Regions from separate parts of the Mus musculus genome. Here all the other regions are linked to region 2. A link is a contact called in public Hi-C and promoter capture Hi-C data. All regions are on one chromosome and are shown on one strand. Each heading gives the region's core, a stretch centred on a gene start, on an enhancer-like site or on the middle of the called end of the contact. The rest is flanking DNA. Distances are from core to core; before and after follow the strand shown. Region 1 holds the start of Slc27a2 (solute carrier family 27 (fatty acid transporter), member 2). Region 2 holds the start of Trpm7 (transient receptor potential cation channel, subfamily M, member 7). Region 3 has its middle 26 kb from the start of 1810024B03Rik.

Region 1 (3,388 bases), core at 58-2,557, 320 kb after region 2:
TTTTCCTGGTCCGGTCTCTCCTTACTGACTGTGAGAAGCAGCAAGGGTGTTGTTCAGACACTAACTGCTGGGAGCTGAGGAAAAGAGAGGACGGGGACAGGGAAGCGACTTTCCCATGACTGTAAGTCTACCAAAGCTAGGGGCTGGATCCACTGCGGTTCTCATCCAAGGCCCTCTGAATTTTAATGTAAATGTGTTAAGTTCTGATTGGAGGAATGGATTTAGAAGTGGATCCCTTTGGACAGCCCCAAGTCTTCCTTAGACACTGCACGTGAAGCTTTGGATTTCTGGGCTGCACATAGAAATCCCATGATATGAGTTGTGAAGATTAAAAACAACATTGTGCATATACAGCGGTCCCCTGGGTTAACATTGAGGGTGGGTGGGAACTGCCTCGCACATAACATGGATACACACTTCTTCTTGCCATCTCTAAACAACACAGGTAAGAATGAGTGGTTTAGTATTCAACACCGTGTTAGGTATCATACGCAATCTGGACTCCGCATTGGAGGACTGAAGCGCTTCGAAAGACAGGCCACTTTACATCTAGGAATTATAAGGATTGTTAATCAGCGTCGTACACCTGGAATTGACCTCTTTTCCTGCTTCCCGGCCCCACACCACACTGCAACCCCGAAACCAAGTGCCTCTATCCTCCCACCTCCAGGGTTAGGGCCGGCGGTTTTGCAGCTCACCTGGGGAGGCCAGCAGCACCTTCGCCCCGCAGCATTGAAAGCAGTGCAGCAGAGACTTGGCACGAATGTTGTAGTTGAGGCACGCCATGGGACAGCCCAGTTTGAGCAGTCCCAGCCAGATCCACACGTAGGCCGGCTCATTGCCCATGAAGAGGGCTACGCAATCCCCCTGTCGTAGGCCCAGTTGATCGTGCAGCGCCCGCGCCACTTGGTTGCTGCGCCGGTCCACCTGGGCGTAGGTGAGCGTCTCGTCTCGGAACAGCAGGAAGGGCTTGTGTGGGGTCTTGCGCGCTTGTTCCAGGAAGGCCCGCAGGATGGTACGCACGGGTCGCCGCTGCCGGTAGCTGCGCACCCGCCGGGCCATGTTGGCCAGCCGCAGGAAGTACCGCACATCTTGGAGGAGGTAGGGGCAGCAGCAGGTGAGCAGCAGAGGCAGCAGCAGCAGCCCCGCCAGGCCGGTGTAGAGCACTGGCAGCATGGCGGTAGCTGCGGGGTCCCCGGTCCCCGCCGGGGCCGAGGGAGTGCTCGAGGCGTGCAGCGCGGCGGCAGGCGGGAGAGGAGCAGAGCAGGAGCTGGCGACTGGGCTCGGCCTCCGGACGCGCTGCGACTGCGGGTGGCGGCTCGGCTGCAGGTGCCTGTGGCGCGCTGTGCGGGCGGGACGGCCGTGGGTCCCGCCCCCTCGTGGGGCTCCTCGTGCGCTCAGGGGGCCGCTCCTGTCAGCCTGGGTGGCCCAGGATGCCACAGCACTTGTGTTCAGTGTCTGGGGTCAGATGAGATCTAGTTCTCCGCAAACAACGCTTAGCGCAAACAGCCCACGTTGAAAAGGTCAAAGGCGTGGTGCTGTGGTTAGTTATTCTTATCACACAGCGCAGTGCCTTTGCTTAATCAAGTACCTTATAAACGCACCGCAGCCTTATTATTAATAGCGGGCACCAGGTGCCACAGCCAACTCAGAGTCCCACCTCCACTCCTTGGTCCCAGAGGCTTTCCGCTAGATCTCTCTTTGTTTCTAACGTTTGCTTCTCTGCTCAGGCAGTCTCCTGTGGGGAAGGTTTCAAGGTTGAACAAAAGCGCCAGAGGTGGTCGCATTCAGCTGCACCTGCCAGCCCCTCTTGTGAGCTTCGCCTGTTTCGGGAACTCCGGAACTCGAGCAATGGGGTCCTGTTAATTTGTTTTGAGATTTTGTTCTGTTACGCGAGCCACTTTCCAACATCGACGGTATTGTGGACTCAGTTCGACATTTACCAAAACACACAAAGCAAACAAAGTAAATAATGGCATATCTCAAAAGTCATTTCTTCAAGAAGTTTGATCTATGTATTAATGCCCCTAGGTAGTGGTACTGTACAAGGTTAGCATGCTTGCTACCAAGTAAAGTAAAGATGTGCTTCGTTGTCACAGTCTTCTGTCTCATGCTCATTCATATTATTGTTGTAAGATAACTTGTCTTGAACCGTCAGAGGTCTTCTCAGATGATCCTTTCATGCTTGTTCACTGAGGAGAAAGGGAAGTTTAGGTGATTCTTTGTCATGTCCACTGCAGCTGTGGTTTCCTGTGTAAACCCTGGAAGGGGCTAAGGAGGGAAGGAGAGTCAGTTTTCTTTAGCGATGTGGTCCCTAGAAGGTCGACCTTGCTCTAGTGGATGGCCCTACGGCCCAACTGTACACACACACACACACACACACACACACACACACACACAGATAAGTGTATATACTGTACAAATTGAATTGAGATCTATTGGAAAAAGGAAGAGGGCATCAAGGAGAGGTGATAGGGTCTGGAAGAGAGATCGGATCTGGAAATATTTAGGGGTAAATATGATCAAATACATTGTATGTATGTGTGAAGTTCTCAAAGAATTAATAAAAATATTATGCTTAAAGAATATCTAGTAATATGTGAGATATGAAAGAGGAACCAGTTTGGTCCCAGGTCATTAACCACTCTCTCAGCACTGTGAGTCACAGTGTCATTTTGTCCTCTTATTTTCTGGGTGTCTGTCCATATTTTCTTTTTATTTCCACTACTAAAAAATGTCTCTCATAGCCTTCTGACCTCTTTTAGATTCTCGGGACCACGTCAAGCAGCCCTTTCCTGTGTCAAGACTGTCTTTCTACTGTTGGTCTAGTTTTCATCCAGCGAATGGTTACATCAGTTCCCGGAGGGGGAGGGGGTAGAGGGCTTTCATCATCCCGGAGGAGAAGGCAATAGTATTGACCACAGCATGGTTAATGAACCATTGTGGTGTGTATGTTTTTTTCCCCTCTGTGATGCTCAGGGCCAGCTCTTTTTTCCTATCCCATCTCTTTAAAAGAAGTTATTTATTATTCCAGTGTCTCTGTGTGTGTGTAAACGTGTGTGTGTGCTCGTGTGAATATGCTTGTATGGCACGGCATGCGTGTGGTGGTCATTGGACTACTTGTGTAGAGTTGGTTTTTCTCCCTCCACCTTTATGTAGGATTGGGGGACCCAGCTCGGGTCACCAAGCTTTCAAGCGTCTTTACCTGCTGAGCCATCTTGCCAGTCCTTCCATTCCATTTCAGTGTAGCCTTCTGACCAAGAATCTTCCTCAAGCTCTCTACCCAGAAAGCTCAGTCACCACAGATGTCCTCCCTCTCCTTCTTCCTGTCCCTCAGGTTAACTTTGCACTCGGGCAGTCTTTCAGTGGCGGGTGAAAGCAAACGAGG
Region 2 (3,296 bases), core at 495-2,994:
ACCTCTGAGCCCCATCTCTTTAACCCATAGCTTTTCCTTTTTAACCAGAATTATAAAGTTAACAAGAAATAAAGTACTTTCATTTTGTTATATTTTGATTTTCTTTTTTGTCCTGTCTTCTAGATTATAAAGATAGTCAAGTCACAAAATGTATAAACCCAGTTGAAATTTCAAAGATAAATAGTTATTGAATGATCACATGTTAATCAAGATCCCTGGAATATTCATCAGATACTGTTACAACATGTATATTAAGACATTTTTTTATTTTTATTTTTTGAGACATAGTCTATGTGGTTTTGGCTGGCCTGGAACTTGCTATGTTGACCAGATTGGCCTTGAACTCACAGAGATCAGCATGCCTCAACCTCCCAAGTGCTAGGATTAAAGACATGTACCACCATGGCCAGCACTTGAAGCACTTAAAAACACTGCTCCTCCTAGGCCTACAAGGTGGGGAATGCCTGAAGATGATTTATAAGCACCACAAAACTTGTAAGAGAAAGAGTGAGTGGCTGGATTAGTTTGTTGAAGAGGCTTGGCTCAGTGAACTGTGGGTCATATTGCTTGGGAGATAATAACTATGCAGCATGGAAGAAGCTAAACCAAACCAAGGTACGTGCACATTGTAGGAAACTTCAGCTAGTCCATCCACAGTCCATCTATAGACACAGAGCAGGCTAGTGCAGTTGGCTCGCCCTATACCTAGGTTCTAGGTTGACTCAACCAACCAAAGAAGGAAAATAATTGGAAATAAAATTATACTGAACATTTTATTAATCTAAAGAAATACACATTTGTATTTTGTTAGGTTTTGCATCTATTGATTTAATGTATACTTAAAGATGTATATCTAAGGCAGGAGGATTACAGTAAATTTGAGATTAGCCAGAGTTAAAAGAGGAAAGATAGAGGCAGAACAGCCCTTCAGGCAGAGGAGCCTTTAAAATTGTAAGAAAAAATGTCTCTAGGTCTCTGTAGGGAATTGGTTCCAAGACTCTCCATACCCATAATATACATACAGAAAGATGATGTGCCAAAAGCAGGTTTGGTTTTGTGTTTTTAAGATGGTGTCATTCTAATCCTCGATAGCCTGGAATTTACTGCAGTCCTCTTGCCTTAGCCTTCGGAGTGCTGGGATTACAGGCATGTGCCACTACTCCTGATCTAAAAAAAAACAAAAAACAAAAAACTTTCAGGATGGCAAAAGCCGGCAATCCCAGCAGTGTGGGGTTAAAGGCAGAATCCATAGTTCAAGGTCATTTTAGGCCAGGCGCCTGGGCTACAAAGGAACTCAAATAACACTAAATGTCTGAAATTCCAGTTCTGGAGGATCTAGCACGGTCTTCTGAGGACACTGCACACATATGGTACACAGACATACATGAGGCAAAACACACATACACCTAAAATAAGTCACTAATAATAGCAGTGTTGATAAAAAAAAAAAAACGGATTGCACCCTTGATGGGAAAGGATAACGTGCGGGAAGAGATCGCTAATAACCAACGTAGACAGATGCGATAGCAAAAGAAACAGACAAGCGTGCGCGGCCGGGAGCTAAGTTTTGGCGAAGCCGGGGAATCTGGTCATTAAAGCGGAACAAGTTCTCGTGGACAGAGGCAGGGGAAGCCGAAGCCAGCAACACCAGGGAAAGCAGCAGCTCGGCGTTTCCCGGCCGGCGGAGCTTAGGGGCAGGCCGCAGTAAGCGCGCCCTTCACGTGACACGCCCTCCGCGCGACGCACTCGACGGCCCCGTCACGTGGCTGCCGCGGCCCCGTCTCCGGCGGAGGCGGGCGCGGGCGCGTCCCTGTGGCCAGTCACCCGGCGGAGCTGGTCGCACAATTATGAAAGACTCGACTTCTGCTGCTAGCGCTGGAGCTGAGTTAGTTCTGAGAAGGTTTCCCGGGGCTGTCCTTGTTCGGTGGCCCGTGCCACCGCCTCCGGAGACGCTTTCCGATAGATGGCTGCAGGCCGCGGAGGTGGAGGAGGAGCCGCTGCCCTTCCGGAGTCCGCCCCGTGAGGAGAATGGTACGGAGCCGGGCCTGGCGCGGGCGGGCCTCGCGGGAGCCTGGGCGGCGCTCCGGGGAGCTCCGTGACCCTCCGGGCGCCACCGCTCGCAGCGGAGCCGTCACGGAAAGGGAGGGAGGGCTGGGGTGGTGTGGCAAGGAGAAGGGCGCGGGTTCCGAGCTGTGACTTGGTGGCTGTGCCGCAGACGCTCTACAGGTACATTTTCTACTATTATTTTGTTTAATAGAACGGGAGCGATTTTGACGGTGTAGACTGCGATGTGGTTCGGGGTTTTGTTTAGCAGGCGACAGGGAAGGGACAATTCCTGGGAGGCTGAGACCGTGCGTTGCCAGGTCTGCGTCGAACTACCTCATCTGTTGTCCCAGACAGTTTGAAGCCAATGTGCAGACTGGAGGGAGTCGGTGTGTTGCAGCGTTGGCTAGAGCTTTTGTTGTTAAGGCCAGGAACCGGATTTGGAGAGTTCTTACAAAGAAAGCCATTTAGATCTAGGATCTGAGCAGGAAAGGCATTCCTGCTCAGTAGTTTAACTTGATAGGCTTTATGCAAACTGGTGTTTCTTTGCCGAAGTCAGACAGGTTTAGTTTTCTGCCTTTTCTTTATTTTTGAGACAAGGTCTCGCTTGTGACCCTGGCTGGCTTGGAACTCACTGTGTAGACAGACCAGGTTGGCCTTAAACTCAGAGATCCGCTTACCTCTACCTCCCAAGATTAAAGACGTGCGCCACCATGTCGGGCTAGGGCTAGGTTTAGAAGTGTCTTACTTATAAAGTACATGTGAATAAATACTGCATTTCTCACTTTCGTTTGTAAAGTTATTGAAGACTACTTTTTTTTTTAAAGATTTATTTATTTATTATATGTAAGTACACTGCAGCTAGCTGTTTTAAGACACTCCAGAAGAGGGAGTCAGATCTTGTTAGGGATGGTTGTGAGCCACCATGTGGTTGCTGGGATTTGAACTCGGGACTTTCAGAAAAAAACAGTCAGTGCTCTTAACCGCCGAGCCATCTCTCCAGCCGCTGAAGACTCCTTTTATTTGAGACTGGATTACACACAGCCTAGGCTGGCCTCAAATCCTGAGTCTATCATTGAGTTCCTTATCCTCTTGCGTCCATCTCCTGAGCTCTGGAATCACAGGTGTCTGTCGCCTGGCTTTTCCTAGTTTCTGAAAGGAAAGTTAAAGTGCCTCTGTCTCCGCTAAATCATTTCATTTAAATACTTGTGGCTTTGATTTAAGGGACTCTACTGGAGGGTGAGTTGAATCCA
Region 3 (3,509 bases), core at 95-2,594, 310 kb before region 2:
AAGGAGCTAATAAAAGAAAGCTGGAAAAACAGGAAGAGAGAATCTCTCAAAAACGTTCCTGACCAAGCCCACACTGGACTCGGGACTGATAACCATAGCCGCATGTGGTGGGATCTCAGGGTCTGAAGCAAGCCATCCCCGAAGGCCCTGGCCCCAGACCTCCACCCGCTCTCCCAAGCACCGTCCTTGCTTTAGAGAAGGAGCTCTATTTTATTCCCAGCACTTCAGGGCCTTAGGGGAAGCTCCCAAGCCTGAGCCCCAGGTTGGCATTGGCTCTGGAGACCTAGAAGGAGCTGTTCTATGCCTTGCTTGACCAGGCCAGTCCTCACCAAACAGTGTTTTTCCTTTTCAAAGAGTTATCACCAGCTGTAGTCTTGCCCATGTGACAAAACGATGCTTTTCTCAAGAAGAAAACCAGACCTTTATGGCACACCAGGCCTTAAAGTTGGTTGTGGCCCTATATTGCCCCTTGGAGCCACTTGTTAGAGACCTGCTCTTTGAAGTCAGGATGGGGCTAATTCATGATTGTAAAGCAGAGTTGTCTCCTACCTTATGGTTTGTGGACAAATGTCTGGACAATCCCGGTAAACTACCACATGTATTCTAGCATCCTATTCTCCAATCGGCCTTTTTAGCATAGCACATACCTGTGTGGAGTTTTAGGGGCAGTCCTCCCTCACCTACATTCGACTTGCCGCCACTACAAGCATTAGTCGATCCTTTACATCAATTTTACTCTTCTACATCACAGCTTAATATTTGAGTGCTATCCGACACACGAGATGCCTTTTACAGGCTCCACAAAATTAACTCGAAATGGGACTTATACCTAGCTATAAAATGCCTAAATGCTAAGGCCAAAACTTACAGAAGAAACTATAGAAACAAGGGCTCTCCAAGTTTGGCATCCTGCCAAGGGTATTTCTACACAGAAGCCCTTTCCCCAAATGCTTTGTGTAGATGCAGCCACCCTAGTGAGATTATTCCGAGCCCACAGCCGGGCCCAGGGAGAGAGAAGGACCACAGGGGAACCTCACAAGTAACAGCTTCTGTCAGGCTGCTGTTTACCACAGAGCCCCCTGGGCTCAGCCGCCTGCTCCTCCCTTTGTGGGAGACTGCCCTGCACTTAACGTGTCGGAACTTCTGGGCTTGCCTGAGCTCCCCGCACCCAGGAGCGGCACACAGAACACATCAAGCAGAAACATTCAAGACTGCTAGCTAAATTTAAAAGAGGAACTTGCAAGATCGCACCCGGAAGAGCCCGCCTTCTCTTTTGGGTGGCAGATCCGTCTGGATGTCCTAATTGGCTAGTGAATCTGGAGTGACATACACACCACCCATTGGATTAGAGTGTGCTGAAGGGACACAGCGGAATAATTCCGGGCACAGGTTGCCAGTCTGAGGCCAGTCCTTTCCCGGATCTGTAGAAATTTGCATTTCAGTACCACCTTTGTCTTTCTTCCAATTGCTTGCCGGTCTTTTTCCCCCACCCTGGTCAGGGGAAGACCCACAACTCCAATTTGCTCTTGGCTAAGTTACCCGCTTCTCTCCACTGTGGGCCACATTGCAAATTTGGAGCTTTCCAGAGCTCCAGTCACAACACTCAGTAGGCACTTCCGCTTCTTCCTTTTGGAATCATTGAGACTTTACTTAGGGAATGTTGATAAGTTCACATATAGGTTTGCCTACCCCTATGCATGCTATGTTAAATCCTCTTCTGAACTTGATCACAAGGTAAAAGCAGAGATTTTTAAGGGCATTCTTAGCTCAAAGTCATGCAGAAACATACGTAAATTATAAAAGTATTGGACAGAAATACCTCTAGAATGTTCATCTTCTATTACAAAATCTTAGCTAACCATCCAGTAAATGACGCTGTAAAAGTAGATGGCTAAGGAGCTCTTTGTTAATCATTATCTGTGATCTAACCAATAAATGTATCAAAATATATAGATACAAAAATGTATCAATGTACAGAAAGAACAGAGAACACTAATGCAGAGGACCAACCTCACCTAGGTCTGGGTTCCTAAGAGAAGGGGTGTTTGAGAGCAACAGGGAAACAAGCAACTTGAACTCAAATCATGGGTCCAAGCTGCTGGCTTATGTTCTGCTGAGATAGCATTCCAGATGAGATGGCTTCCCAGACTGCTTTCTCTGTGTCTGTGTGCTCTAGACTGATTTTACTTTCTATTCTAAAACCTCTGTGGTTGAGACAGCTAGCTTTCTGCGTGAGACAGCTCTCTCTGCTAGTAAAAATTCTAAACGCTCTCTGGATAGCTCCTCAGTTTTCTCACCAAAGTCAGAAAAACTGATCTAAAAAATTCTTGGCTTTTCCAATCAAGTCAAAAATACTGTTAGAAAAATTCTAAAAGTAATTCTTGGGTTATCAAAATCAGAAAGGAAAAAAAAATCTGCTGTGTTCACTCTTCACATAGCCTTCTCTGGATAACTGCTAGAAAACATTTTAACAGAGCTCTGTCACCTCTCTAAGTAATTCTTGGAATTTCTAACCTCAGACATTAGAATGTTAGGAAAAAATCTTGAAGAGCTGTGTTTGCTTTCCAGAGATATCCAGATAGCTCAGCTCTCATTACAGAAAAAACACTTTAAAAAGTACTGCAGTATCTTCCTGCTAGCTCATCATATACAGATCAAAAGCCTGGGTTTTTTTTATTACATATGAATTTGGTTATTTATTCCAGGATCCCTTTTGATTATCCTATGAATCATCTGCCCATAACCCCAGCTCCTTGATACTTAAGAGACAGCAAGTACATTTTATTTATTTATTTTAACAATGTAAAAGAATTCAGAAATCTTGCTTAACTCTGTTATGTAGCTGGGTAGGAGTGTGCTGGGGGGACACAGAGTAGTTGCAAGCAGTGGAATGTTTCTATTGAGGCTTACTGGGCTATCCTAGTAGGTATTTGGAAGACTCTGCTGCTGAGAGTGACTTGTACTGTGCAGACCTGGCCCAAGATGTTTCAGTGAAGAAGAACTTCAGTATCTGGCCTAGAGACTGTTTTTGGTGAAGAAGATGGTTCAGACCCTTGTCTGAAGAGTCTACCTGAGACTAAAGTAAAGAGATTTATATTAATTACATTAACAAAATAAGTCTTAAAAAAATCCCAGCAGAGACCTTGCTCTCTTGTTTTGTCTTATAAAGAGTGTTTTAATTAAAAGGAGCAAGCAGAGAAAGGAAAAATATAAAATGTATGTTTTAAGTATTAATGGGGCACCAGGAAGTGAAATGAAGCTGAATCAAATGATCAAGGAGATAAACAAAATATGGGGGTGGTAGCTTTGGTGCAAGATCCCAACCAACAAAGCTTAGATCCACGCATGATGGAACATGCCTTTAATTTCAGGAGACAGAGACAAGCAGATCTCTGAGTTCAAGGCCAGCCTTGTGCAGAGCAAGTTCCAAGTACAGAAAAGCTTAAGTTCAGGTGTGGTGGTACAAGCCTTTGATCCCAGAATTCAAAAGAGAGAAACATACAGATCTC

The links. Hi-C and Micro-C count contacts between places; a contact is called where the count stands out from the background. Capture Hi-C pulls out chosen DNA fragments and counts their contacts.
Region 1: a contact with region 2 is called in a promoter capture Hi-C map of adipose tissue. The contact joins the promoter of Slc27a2 here to the promoter of Trpm7 in region 2. A contact is called at or near these places in 2 of 9 other capture datasets (adipose tissue and liver).
Region 3: a Hi-C map of forebrain shows a contact between it and region 2, with 4 times the contacts expected there. The contact joins the enhancer-like site here to the promoter of Trpm7 in region 2. A contact is called at or near these places in 2 of 39 promoter capture datasets (hippocampal neurons and macrophages), 1 of 484 Hi-C or Micro-C datasets (forebrain), 1 of 115 datasets of contacts at active chromatin or transcription factors (memory CD8 T cells) and 1 of 9 other capture datasets (adipose tissue).

What each region holds. Positions count from the first base shown.
Region 1 is chr2:126,550,943-126,554,330 of GRCm38.p6, reverse strand. Slc27a2 (solute carrier family 27 (fatty acid transporter), member 2) reads right to left here and starts at 1,307. Exons shown (of 10, transcript NM_011978.2): 1 at 699-1,307. The coding sequence starts at 1,176.
Region 2 is chr2:126,874,709-126,878,004 of GRCm38.p6, reverse strand. Trpm7 (transient receptor potential cation channel, subfamily M, member 7) reads left to right here and starts at 1,744. Exons shown (of 39, transcript NM_021450.2): 1 at 1,744-2,031. The coding sequence starts at 2,029.
Region 3 is chr2:127,180,761-127,184,269 of GRCm38.p6, reverse strand. No RefSeq gene overlaps it. Among named protein-coding and RNA genes, the nearest start is that of 1810024B03Rik, 26 kb to the left of the region's middle. Within about 2 kb of position 1,344, at least 362 of the 459 cell types and tissues checked have an H3K27ac peak or open chromatin away from gene starts, as enhancers often do. A contact at or near this core is called in adipose tissue, forebrain, macrophages and 1 more, where this site is marked.